Linked DNA regions of Mus musculus: region 2 is linked to region 1. The links are chromatin contacts, called in public HiChIP or PLAC-seq maps. All regions are on one chromosome and are shown on one strand. The core of a region is the stretch at or near the end of the contact, and the rest is flanking DNA. Distances in the headings are between cores, read along the strand shown. Region 1 overlaps Gorasp2 (golgi reassembly stacking protein 2). Region 2 overlaps Tlk1 (tousled-like kinase 1).

What was found. HiChIP or PLAC-seq counts read pairs in DNA pulled down with a chosen protein or histone mark.
Region 2: a contact with region 1 is called in an H3K27ac HiChIP or PLAC-seq map of embryonic stem cells, with 27 read pairs. The contact joins two enhancer-like sites. A contact is called at or near these places in 2 of 484 Hi-C or Micro-C datasets (neural progenitor cells and olfactory sensory neurons), 2 of 115 datasets of contacts at active chromatin or transcription factors (both in embryonic stem cells) and 2 of 9 other capture datasets (adipose tissue and pancreatic islet).

Annotation. Positions count from the first base shown.
Region 1 is chr2:70,686,836-70,692,530 of GRCm38.p6, forward strand. Gorasp2 (golgi reassembly stacking protein 2) reads left to right here. Exons shown (of 10, transcript NM_027352.4): 8 at 1,551-1,637; 9 at 2,348-2,467; 10 at 3,823-4,890. The coding sequence ends at 4,148. Among named protein-coding and RNA genes, the nearest start is that of Gm38528, 15 kb to the right of the region's middle. Within about 2 kb of position 3,531, at least 41 of the 459 cell types and tissues checked have an H3K27ac peak or open chromatin away from gene starts, as enhancers often do. A contact at or near this core is called in embryonic stem cells, where this site is marked.
Region 2 is chr2:70,802,959-70,808,653 of GRCm38.p6, forward strand. The region is part of intron 1 of Tlk1 (tousled-like kinase 1); the gene reads right to left. Among named protein-coding and RNA genes, the nearest start is that of Tlk1, 20 kb to the right of the region's middle. Within about 2 kb of position 3,218, at least 13 of the 459 cell types and tissues checked have an H3K27ac peak or open chromatin away from gene starts, as enhancers often do. A contact at or near this core is called in embryonic stem cells, where this site is marked.

The sequences.
Region 1 (5,695 bases), core at 2,281-4,780:
ACCCTTTAAAAGGGAAGAAATATCATGTGAAGGGTTTTATTAGGATTTAAGCAAATCTATTTTTATTTTCTTTTTGTAAATTGTTTTTAGATTGTTTTTTAATGTGTATGAGTGTTTTGCCTTCACGTGTATACGTGCACCACACATGCTCCTGCTGCCCTTGGAAGTCAGAGAGGGCGTCAGATGCCCCGGAACTAGAGTTACAGACTGTTGTGAGCCCCGTGTGGGCTGTGGGAACCAAGCCCTCTGGAGGAGCAGCCAGTGCTGAGCCGTCCCTCCAACCTGTCTTCATTTCTTAAAGGCAAGATTTAAGGCAGAAATATAAAATAGTTATAACAATGCTATTGTCTGTTACTACTTAACAAGCACACACTGGTAACTGTGGGGTCCAGAAAAGAGAGGGGTCTCCTGTACTGGACTATGGCAGCCTGAGGTCCTAGAACTCTGGCCAGTGCCGTGACCAGGCTTTCTCTTCTCTGTTCATCTCTTTCTTTTCTTTCCTTCCTTCTCTCCTCCCTCCCCCTCTGCCCTCTTTTGCATGTCCCCAGTTTCCTCAGGAAAGCACTTTGAACACTAGTAAATAAGGCAGCTGCCTAAGGTTGGCTCACCCTGTGAAGAGCGGTTCGCTCCTGTTGCTTATTAAAACATATCCCTGTCTGGCCCAAGCCTGGCTCAGCACGGGGCTTGAGCACCTCTCCCTGGAACACAGATGTGAGCAGCAGATGTGAGGAGACACCCTGCAGCTGGAGCCCAAGTCTAAGCACCAGTTCATTTGTTTGAAACACATGCACGTAGCTTGACGATCAGTGTGTACCGGGTTTTCAATGTGCCTTTGTTTTGACTTCCATCCCTTCTATGAGGTATGGAAGTTTCCACTTGCAGAGTCACATTGGCTCTCTAAAAAGCTTTATATTTGGTATTAACTCAGATTTTGGATTTTCAGTAAAGGGTGTTCAACATGTATTACTATTGTGACAGAAAAACCTCCCACTTGAATAGGTTAGTGCCAGTATATGGGTCTTCATCAGATGGCATCCTGAGGGTCCTTGTTTGTGGAGAATATTTCCACAGCCTCTCTTGGTACAGGTGGGCTGCACTGGGTATGTAGAAGCTAAGGCTAAAGGAAGCCTAGTCCTTCTCTGCACCTCTGGGAATCCAGGTGCTGTTTGTCTGCTGAGACAGCCCTGTGATCACCCTTGTTTCTCAGGCCGCCTTTCACTGTTCCAGGGCAGAGGGGGCTCCAGCAGCCCATGCTTGCGTGTTTGCACGAGCCTGCTCTTGATCTGACCCATCTTAGGGCAGTGACAGATTTCTTGTCCAGGGAGTCTATCCAGGGAAGGCTACACAGTTTTCTTCCCTCACCAGGCTGAGGCTAAGGTGTCTGTCAGGGCCATACATGCATTGGTGAGTTAGCTCTGAAAGGTTATACATAGTAATGATACAGCCAAGAGTTCGGCCATAGTGAAGCCGGAACAGCATCCTCCTGTATGTGATCTCTTCATATCTGGCGGTAGAATTGGTTTAAAATGATTTAATGTGCTTTATTTTAGGCGTACCAACTGTACCATTGTTGCCGCCACAAGTAAACCAGTCCCTTGCTTCTATGCCACCAATGAACCCAGCTACCACATTACCAAGTAAGCAGCAGGCTAAAGACTTGTTTGATAATGGTGTTTGCTCCTGAAACTCTTTGTCTTTTAACCGTCCATTATCACTGCAGAGCTCTGTGACAGAACAAGAGTACTCTCCTTAGCAGGCCAGGAAACAGGTGCCACTTAGCCTGAGACTCCCCAACATCTCACCTTCCCACGCATGTGTGTGTAGGACTTGCTGGAGGCTCTTCTGTGGCCGCCCGGCTAAGGCGGCGCCGTAGTTATTTGTGCATTGAGATGCTCCCGTGTTAAATTGTGTGGATTCTCGGTATTTCCAGTGCAGACTAAGTCCTGTTGTCTAGCTGATATCCGTGAGATGTTACTTGAGTAATGAGTATGTGCGTTGTCAGGGCCTCCCATTACAGGGCTACAGTTGTCAGTGTGCAGATGTAGTCAGCCATGAACTGCGCATGTGCTCACACAGAACGATGGGCAGCACGGTGAGCTGTTAGTGTGTAGGTAGGCGCCTTCTCTCTGGTCCAGGGCCGTGGGAGCGTGTGTTGCTTGTGTAGCATTTGCTGCTTTCACAGCCTGATCCCTCAGACGAGGCAGAGCGCGTTCTGTGAGACTCAGTTGTCGCTCATCAGTGAACCCTGGTGTCGGAATTCTGAAGAGATCCTTTTGTCAGCGTGTGATGACCTGTCTCCTTCCCAGGGGAACGACTTACCTTGTGTTCTTTCTCGCCCTCTGCTCAGGTCTGATGCCTTTGTCAGCAGGGCTGCCTAGCCTCCCCAACCTCCCCAGCCTCTCCAACTTCAACCTCCCTGCTCCGCACATCATGCCAGGGGTCGGTTTGCCAGAGCTCGGGAGCCCGGGTATGTTGCATGCCTTACCCTCCTAAGACATTGCTAATAAAAACATGGATTCAGGAAAGCGAGGCCTCCCGTTCAGTCTTTTCCAGAAAGAGCATCTCAGCTAAACACATTTCAGCTACTTCTAATCAGTATCCATCTTTTATATGGAGAAGAAGAAAGAAGTCCATGACCCGGCCTTCTGCCTCCCTCCCTTTCTCTACACCCTGGTAGGTTTGGCCCCAGGCAGGCTACCATAGGATCAGTGGAGTTGCACTGTGCACTGAATTTGACAGTGTGGTACAGTCACCTAATAAAGATGCTTGAGTCCCCTCTCTTCACTTCCTGTTTAAGGATGCTACCCACAGGAAATGCTGGTGACTGCTCTGTGCAGTCCAGGCCTGGTATTTTTGTTTTTCTGAGATTGGAGGGGCAGGCGGAGTCTCACTGTAGCTGGCCTGGATTAACTTCCTGCCTCAGCCTCTCAAGTGCTAGGACCACAGCTCTGCACTCGGGCCAGCTAAGTGTTCTGGGGGTTGACAGATGGTTTTATAATAGTAACCCAGAGCACCAGCTGCCAGCAGGTGGCTCTCAGGTCATATGCCCAGGTGAAAAGGGAGCAGCAGTCCCCAAGCCTGCTCCTGCTGACGCTCCCTGTGACTGCCCATCATGACACTGCAGTGATCACTCCATACTGAATAGTGGTTGTCATTGTCACACTTCTGACAGGTTTGCATTTTTTACATCTTCAGTGCCAGGGCTGAAGAACAAGGGACCTAGAAAGCCCCAGCTGCACCGACCACACTCCCTGCTTCTTTTCCCTGGGGCCCATATTCTTGGTCCCTCTGTCTTTAAATGCAGCAAGCCTCTAAGGACAGGACAGCTTCTCCAGCCAGTGGTGTCCTGGACATACCCCGTACAATCCGCCTTCCCTTTGCTCTTTCCTCTCTGAAGATCTCCAGAATAACGCACCAAGAGCAGCACAGGCAGTGCGGGGCCTCCCCAGGTGCAGGGCGGCTCCCTTGAGGCAGTGCTGCTGCTCCTCCACAGCTCCTCCTCTTAGCTGACAAGAGGCGCCTTGCCTGGGCAGGATCCTCCTAGCTCACATCCAGCCAGCGCCCTTGAACGCCAGGGAGCACTGCTTCCCATGGCTCTGGAGGGAGCTGTTGTCGCATCGGCAGACTCCTGAGTGCAGGGCTGAGTACACGGAGCTTGGGCCTGGAAAGCTTTTGGCCCCAGCCTCCAGTTAGAGGTCAGCAAAGGTGGCAGTGAGCAAAGAGCTCTGCTTCGGCTGCAGGCTCTCAGGGGCAGGTAGAGGAGCTTGATGGCCGTGCTCTGGTTGCTGGGAGAATATGTGACCTCTGCTGTTTCTATCCTAGGTTTGCCACCTCTTCCCTCCTTGCCTCCCCGAAACTTACCTGGCATTGCACCTCTCCCCATGCTGTCCGACTTCCTCCCGTCATTCCCTTTGGTTCCAGAGGGCTCTTCTGCAGCCAGCGCAGGGGAGCCGCTGTCTTCCCTTCCTGCCATGGGCCCACCTTCTGACCCTGTCATGACTACTGCAAAGGCAGACGCCTCTTCCCTCACTGTGGATGTGACGTCTCCTGCTTCCAAGGTCCCCACCACTGTTGAGGACAGAGTCAGCGACTGCACCCCGGCCGTCGAGAAGCCTGTGTCTGATGCAGATGCTTCAGAGCCTTCTTAACTGGGAACCAATGTTCAGAACCGACGTGGTCTGTTTAGTTAACCACGGGGTCAGGTCTGGAATCGCAAACTACCATTGATTTCATACTAGTGTGTACCGTATCTGTAGGTGTCCTGTACATAATTCTAAGGGGAAACTACGCAAGAGGCTGAGGGCTTGCCTCCCACCACGTCGGGGGGTTACAGCCGAGGAGGGCAATCTGAGAATGTGCTTGTATTTTAAACAACCAAAAAAAGTTGTCATGGGTGGCTTGCTGCCAGGCATCTACTGCCGTTCTGGGAGGTTCATCTTTGGAAGAGAGATGGCGGGGTACCCACTGGGTTCCCTGTACCACTGCTATGCCTTGTGTAAGGAAATGAAATATTTTATGCCTAGTGCCCACATGCAACATTTCTTGTACTTTGTAAGTCGTTTGCAAGAACACAGACCACCTCACTAAACTGTACAAGGAAACAAGAATTTACTGTTGGTCTCTGTGAGTCGCATCTCTATTACGGTTTACACAAAACTCCCAGTTGCAGATGTTTTGTTCCGGTCCATGGCACACTATTAATTGAACATCTTTTTATTCTGCCTGTACACAGATCTTGTTTTGAACTCAGAATTATTCAGACACCATTTTGTAGCTGCTGCTGTTGCTTTAGATGCCTGTGGTAAGATGGCATTTAAAGAGAAAGAGAGGAGCTGCGCTCTGTAGCTACTTAACGGTATCGCGGCAATAAACTCCAGTCGCTTTACGGTCTCCTTGTGTTCTAAGTGGCGAGCGTGTACTTCATGTGTGCCTCACATCTCTCAGGTCAGCCTGTGGTGGGTGTGCTTTTCTAAGTTTCCAAGCGATGCTCCATCGAGTGGGACTGATGTCCTGGGTGACGGAAAAGCATCTGACAGCCCCCTTTGGAAGTAAGGTGGAAGCAGTTTGTTGACTGTTGACCTGGTACTAGCATAAAGATACCCACACCGCAGTGGTGGCCATTGCTGACTCTGCCAGAAACCCAGCCCCTCTCCCAGGATGCATTTATAGAGACACAGGCCTAAAGTCAGTGATGTAGAAATCTCCACAGTCCCAGCACTGGGCATCCCTGAAGCAGTCTGGCAGCTCATGAGCCAAATTGGCAAGTTCCACACTCAGTGAGAGACCTGCAAAAACAGGTGGTTTTTTCTCTCTCTCTCTCTCTCTCTCTCTCTCTCTCTCTCTCTCTCTCTCTCTCTCTCGTGAGAGTCTATGAAGCCCCAGGCTCTGGGGGAGAGAGCCTGGGGGGGTGGGGGGGTGATGGTCAGTGAACTCTACTTGAAGTGCAAAACTGAGTATTCTGTTCAGGAAATCATGAGTCTCTTAAGTGTTGGGGATTAATCCCAGGGCCATGAGCAAGCTGGGTAAATGCTTCCCCAGTGAGCTCCTTAGTTCCAGTCATTTGAGGGCAATGGTAGACCCTGTAGTGGGTTCCAGAAGCACAGATTTAAGACTGTGTCCTGGTCAGTATGCCACTCTCTTTGATAAGCCAAGAAGAAACCTTGTGGGGCCCCAATTTAAGTGCTATAGTCAACAA
Region 2 (5,695 bases), core at 1,968-4,467, 120 kb after region 1:
GCTGGCTCTAAAACTGTTTACCTTTCTTGATTTGGAGAAGGAGAAAGTATGCCACACCACACATGTGGAAATCACAGGATAGTTTGTGGAAACTGGTTCTTTCCTAGGTCTCAGGGTTCAAACTCAGGTGGCTAGACTTCAAGGATCATCTTGTGGGGCCAAGAAAAACAATCTTCTGGGGGGAAAAACAGAATAAAATGAAAATTATACTTTTCAACTAAAACTAGAACAAAAGTCAAACCGAAAAGCAAGGAGAAGGAATGAGCAGAACTGAAAGCTGACTGCTGAGTAGGGCTAATGGCCACTAACAGGCCACTCGTGGAGGGAACAAGACACAGAGTGCAATTACATGCCACTTCAGAAAAAGACATCATCATATTAAAGACAAAAACATAGGAACAACTAAAACTTGAATTTTCCTTTAAAAAGGGGGTGAGGGATAAATCCCTAAAACTATGATTTTGTGTGTCAAAACTGACACAAAAATGAAAACTTCAAAGAAGTCTAACCACATTAACAGAAACTAACACCATTATTCTAAATGTCTCCAGAAAATGTCCAGACCTAGAGGGCTTGATCAATAAACTATCAAAAGTAAAGAAAAATATAATACTGTTCTTAGACGCCTAGAAATAATGGTAAACACAAAATCATTTCTCAATTCATTTTTATGGAGGAATTGTTACTATAACACAAAATCTGACAAAGAAATTTATTATATAAAAGGAAAGTTGCAAATCTACTTCATGAATATAGGTAAAAAAAAAATCTAATAAAACTGTACTGGCTGGTTTTGTGTGTCAACTTGACACAAGCTGGAGTTATCACAGAAAAAGGAGCTTCAGTTGAGGAAACGCCTCCATGAGATCCAGCTGTAAGGCATTTTCTCAATTAGTGATCAACAGGGCAAGGCCCCTTGTGGGTGGAGCTATCCCTGGGCTGGTAGTCTTGGGTACTATAAGAAAGCAAGGCGTGGTGGTGCACGCCTTTAAGCCCAGCACTTGGGAAGCAGAGGCAGGCAGATTTCTGAGTTCAAGGCCAGCCTGGTCTACAGAGTGAGTTCCAGGACAGCCAGGGTTATACAGAGAAGCCCTGTCTCGAACCCCCCCCCCCAAAAAAAAAGAAAGAAAGAAAGAAAGAAAGAAAGAAAGAAAGAAAGAAAGAAAGAAAGAAAGAAAGAAAGAAAGTTGAACCAGTAAGCAGCAGCATTCCTCCATGGCCTCTGCATCAGCTCCTGCTTCCTGAGCTGCCTGAGTTCCAGTCCTGACTTCCTTTGGTGATCAACAGCAATGTGGAAGTATAAGCTGAATAAACCCTTTCCTCCCCCAACTTGCTTCTTGGTCATGTTTGTGCAGGAATGAAACCCTAACACAAATTGGTACCAGGAGTGGGGTATTCCTGTGAAAACACAACCATGTTTTGGGGAGAACTATGGAAGGACTTTGGAACTTTGGGCTAGAAGATCCATTTGGTGTTAAGAGCTCTGTGGGATGTTGTGTAGGAGCTTGGAAGATAATGTTTAGAACAGTGCAGAAGATGGAGGCCTGGCTTGTGAAATTTCAGAGGGAAGATGAAAGACTCTTATCAGGGCTGTTGCTATTTTGACTGTGAAGATTCTGTGGTTCTGGTTAGCTGGGGCTGAAGAATCAGCTGTGATTAACAAGATACCAGAACTACTAAAGTGAAAACTTTGCATTACTGGGACTATTGATGCTGGTTAGCTGGAGCTAAGAAATTAGCAGTGATTAAGAAAAGACCAGCATTATTGAGGTGAAATCTTCTGGGAAGTGTTTTCTGAGAGCACAGAGGCTGTGTTCCGGAGATAGCTAATGTTGTACCTTGGGCTGTGGCTGGACTTGGTAATGTGTAAGAGTCACCCAGGTGGTACTGGTTTTGAAGACATGAAGGGGTCATTAAGAGCAGCTGAGGCTGGGCACTGTGAGAGGCTGCAGAAGGCCATTGGTGAAGGTGCAGCCTCAGTTGCAGCTGATGGCCCAGGACTGAAGGGGTCATGCAAAGGAGTTGATGCTTGGCACCATGAAGGAAGCCTATGAGAGCTATTGGTGAAGCCAAGTTACAGCCGAAGACAGCAGTGTTTTGAAGATGCCAGTACCATGAGATGACCACCAAGAACAGCAGCAGCAGTGCAATTTAGGCCATCTGGATCCTAGAAGACAAGGTGTGTGCTACAGGGCTGGAGAAGTGACCCAAGCCCTTGGAGGAGCCCAGAATATCGTGAGTTGGATTCCAGACATTAGATGGTTGGAGTTCTGATTTTGCTTTTGATTGTGAGTGTGTCCTGATATTGTTCCCTCTTGAAGGAAAATTATTTTAGTAGAGCCCACAATTAAGAGACTTTTAATTGTAAAAAGACTTTGGATTTTAAAAGAGAATGGATATTTTAAAGGAATTGAAATTTCAATATGTAAGAATTTGCAAAGACTGTGGGACTTTTAAGGTTATTTAGATCTTGGAGATGAATAAGAAAGTAAGGGTTGAGGTTTAATAGTCGTGTGTTTGTGTGTCAAGTTGACAAGGGGTCAACTGTACTAGCTGGTTTTGTGTGTCAACTTGACACAGGCTGGAGTTACCACAGAGAAAGGAGTTTCAGTTGGGGAAATGTCTCCATGCATCCAGCTGTGGGGCATTTTTTCAATTAGTGATCAACAGGGGAGGGCCCCTTGTGGGTGTTGCCATCCCTGGACTGGTAGTCTTGGGTTTTATAAGAAAGCAAGCTGAGCAAGCCAGGGGAAGCAAGCCAGTAAGGAACATCCCTCCATGGCCTCTGCATCAGCTCCTGATTTCTGACCTGCCTGAGTTCCAGTCCTGACTTCCTTTGGTGATGAACAGCAGTGAGGAAGTGTAAGGTGAATAAACCCTTTCCTCCCCAACTTGCTTCTTGGTCATGATGTTTGTGCAGGAATAGAAACCCTGGCTAAGATAAAAACTATTCAGCAATTTGCATATAAGTAGTAATAATTTCAAAACTAGGCTGTTGTCAGGAAGGCAAGATTGATTCAATTAAGAGCAGTAGCAATCCCACATTATAGGAGTTAATCATGGGAGTAGGCTGAGAAGTGTTTCGAGTTAAGGAAAACACCCCTACCCTGAAAGTACTCAGTGGGAAGACCCACCTCAGTATCGGTAGCATCATCCTAGAGGCTGGGCCTGGATGAGACACAAGGAAAAAAGGAAAGTGCAGTGTGGCTTGATTCTCTTAGCACACCTGAGTTGTGGATAGCCCTGGGGCTAATTATTTTGATGTTAATTCCATTCCCCAGAGAGGGACTGTGAACAAGGAATGAGTCAGCACTCAGGTGATTTCCTGTAAACCTTCTTCCCACCTTAATTTGTAAAATAAAGAAGACTGACATTTGGGCAGAGAGAGGGAAGGTGGCGCAAAAAGAAAAGAAGGAGGTCTGAGACGGAGAGAAAGAGGAGGAGGAAGAAGAAGAAAAGCGGAGCAGCAGCACATGGCCTGGAGAAACCGCAAGTTCTAAGGGGTCTCATAGATGTGGAAGATGGTAGTATAGCAGTACATCTGCCCAGTCTAGGCGCACAGCATGTATTCATATTAATTGTGTCGTGTTTTCATTGCTGGGGCATATTTGGGAGAAGATTTACCACACCACACCACACCTGGTTTCCAAGTGCTCCAAGTTCTGCAACCATGAGCCCAAATACATCTTTAGAATGTTGCCTTTCAGGTATCTGTCACAGTGACAAAACAAAAAAACAAAACAAAAACAAAGCAAAACACACTCATATGACCTCATTTAAAAGACTTAGAAAAAAGTTATTTATCTAAATAGATAAAGACGCGTTTAATGAAAACACTCATTATTTAAACAAGAGCCATTAATTAGGTACACAAAGAAATTTCCTTCAACTAAAGGTGACAGATCAAAAATACCAAAACACCAAATTGCAAAATACTAAAAGATTGTGAAATACAAGACAATGGGTCCACTATAACACTTAATCGGTCAATGTTAAATCTAGAACAACAAAAACTACAAACTGCAAAAGATGAACCAATCACCTTCATCACCCATATATGCTGACAGAAATGCAAATAAATTTGAGAGTAAAAAGAATTATAAGCAAGATTACTAGTTATCAAGTCAACATAAAATATTAACTGTTTCTGCATTATCAGCAATAAACCAAAAATAATGTCTAAGAAGACATAATTTATAATCACACTGAAAGGCATAAAACACCTAGAAGCCTAACAATAATTATGTGATCATTATGGAGAAATTATAAATTATTAACAGAAATGGGATACTGCATATATGATTTGGAATACTCATTATTTTTTTAGAATGGTCTATAAATTTAATGTGTAATCTCAAATAGGTTGATGGTGTTTTAACTGTTTTTACTTTTTTGTATAATTTTCAAGAGCTAAAATTAATCAATAACAATCCTGAAGAAAATCAGAAGTCCATACAAATTTTCTATTGCACACTTACAAATTACCGCCAGGGTCTCTGCTTAGAGTTTATAAATATGAAATCACTGGCAACTAGGCTATATAGCTGTCGAGCTGCTATAAGAGATGCTACAGGGTGAATCGGAAATTGCCCACTAATGTTTATGTGCTCAGACTCCAGCCGAAAGCTATGGCATCTTTAAGACAACCTGGTAGGAACAGCTGCTGCCACCCTCTTTGCCATGACACTAATCTGAACCATGCACAAACTCATGTTTCCTCTCTCATAAGTTCCTGTCAAATATTCCAATTACAACAGTATTCTGACAAATATTACAGCAGTACAAAAAGTAATGATTACAGAGGAAAACCTGCTTCTACATCCATTCAGAATGTAGGTATAGCTCAGTTTATAGGCCCAAGGTCCCCATTTCCATTTACTGGTTGGAGGTTGGACTTATCTTCTGTGGTTTATCTGCATTTCTAGTTCATACCGTTAAATCTTCCTGAGTCAGTTTGAGACCAGCCTCAGCTATAAAGGAAGGCCCTGGGGGCTAGTGAGATGGCTCAGCAGGTAAGAGCACCCGACTGCTCTTCCGAAGGTCCTGAGTTCAAATCCCAGCAACCACATGGTGGCTCACAACCATCCCTAATGAGATCTGACTCCCTCTTCTGGTGTGTCTGAAGACAGCTACAGTGTACTTACATATAATAAATAAATAAATCTTTAAAAAAAAAAAAAAAAAAGGAAGGCCCTGTTTCAAAACTAAGCATGGTCAAGCAGGAAAGAGGGGGCTAGTTTTTTCTGACCTCTGTTGTTGCATTTCAATCTGTTTCTCTTTTCGGCTTCATCATGTCACTTTTTAGAATTCTGCCTACCAAAAAGTAGGCAAGGCTGTTTTGGTAACCATCCAGTTTATTATGACACTGCACTAAGACATTCGGTTCTCACACAAAAACAAATGACAGTCCGCACCAAGAGTTGGGTCCAGACAGTTCATGTATAAAACTGATAGCACTATGAAAACCAGCAGAGGACAAATGAAGCTGGTACAACAGGACAGCCTTATGGAAATAAAACCGACACCTACATCACAGCACACAAAATCAATCAACAAAGCTGAAGACACAGGGATGGGACTTCAGAAACTCAGTAAATCAACTCTCCCCCTAAAATGTCATACAACTGTGACAAAATTCTGTTTGATAAGGTGACATGAAAAGGCATCTGTGATGCACTTACTACAAACCACCTCT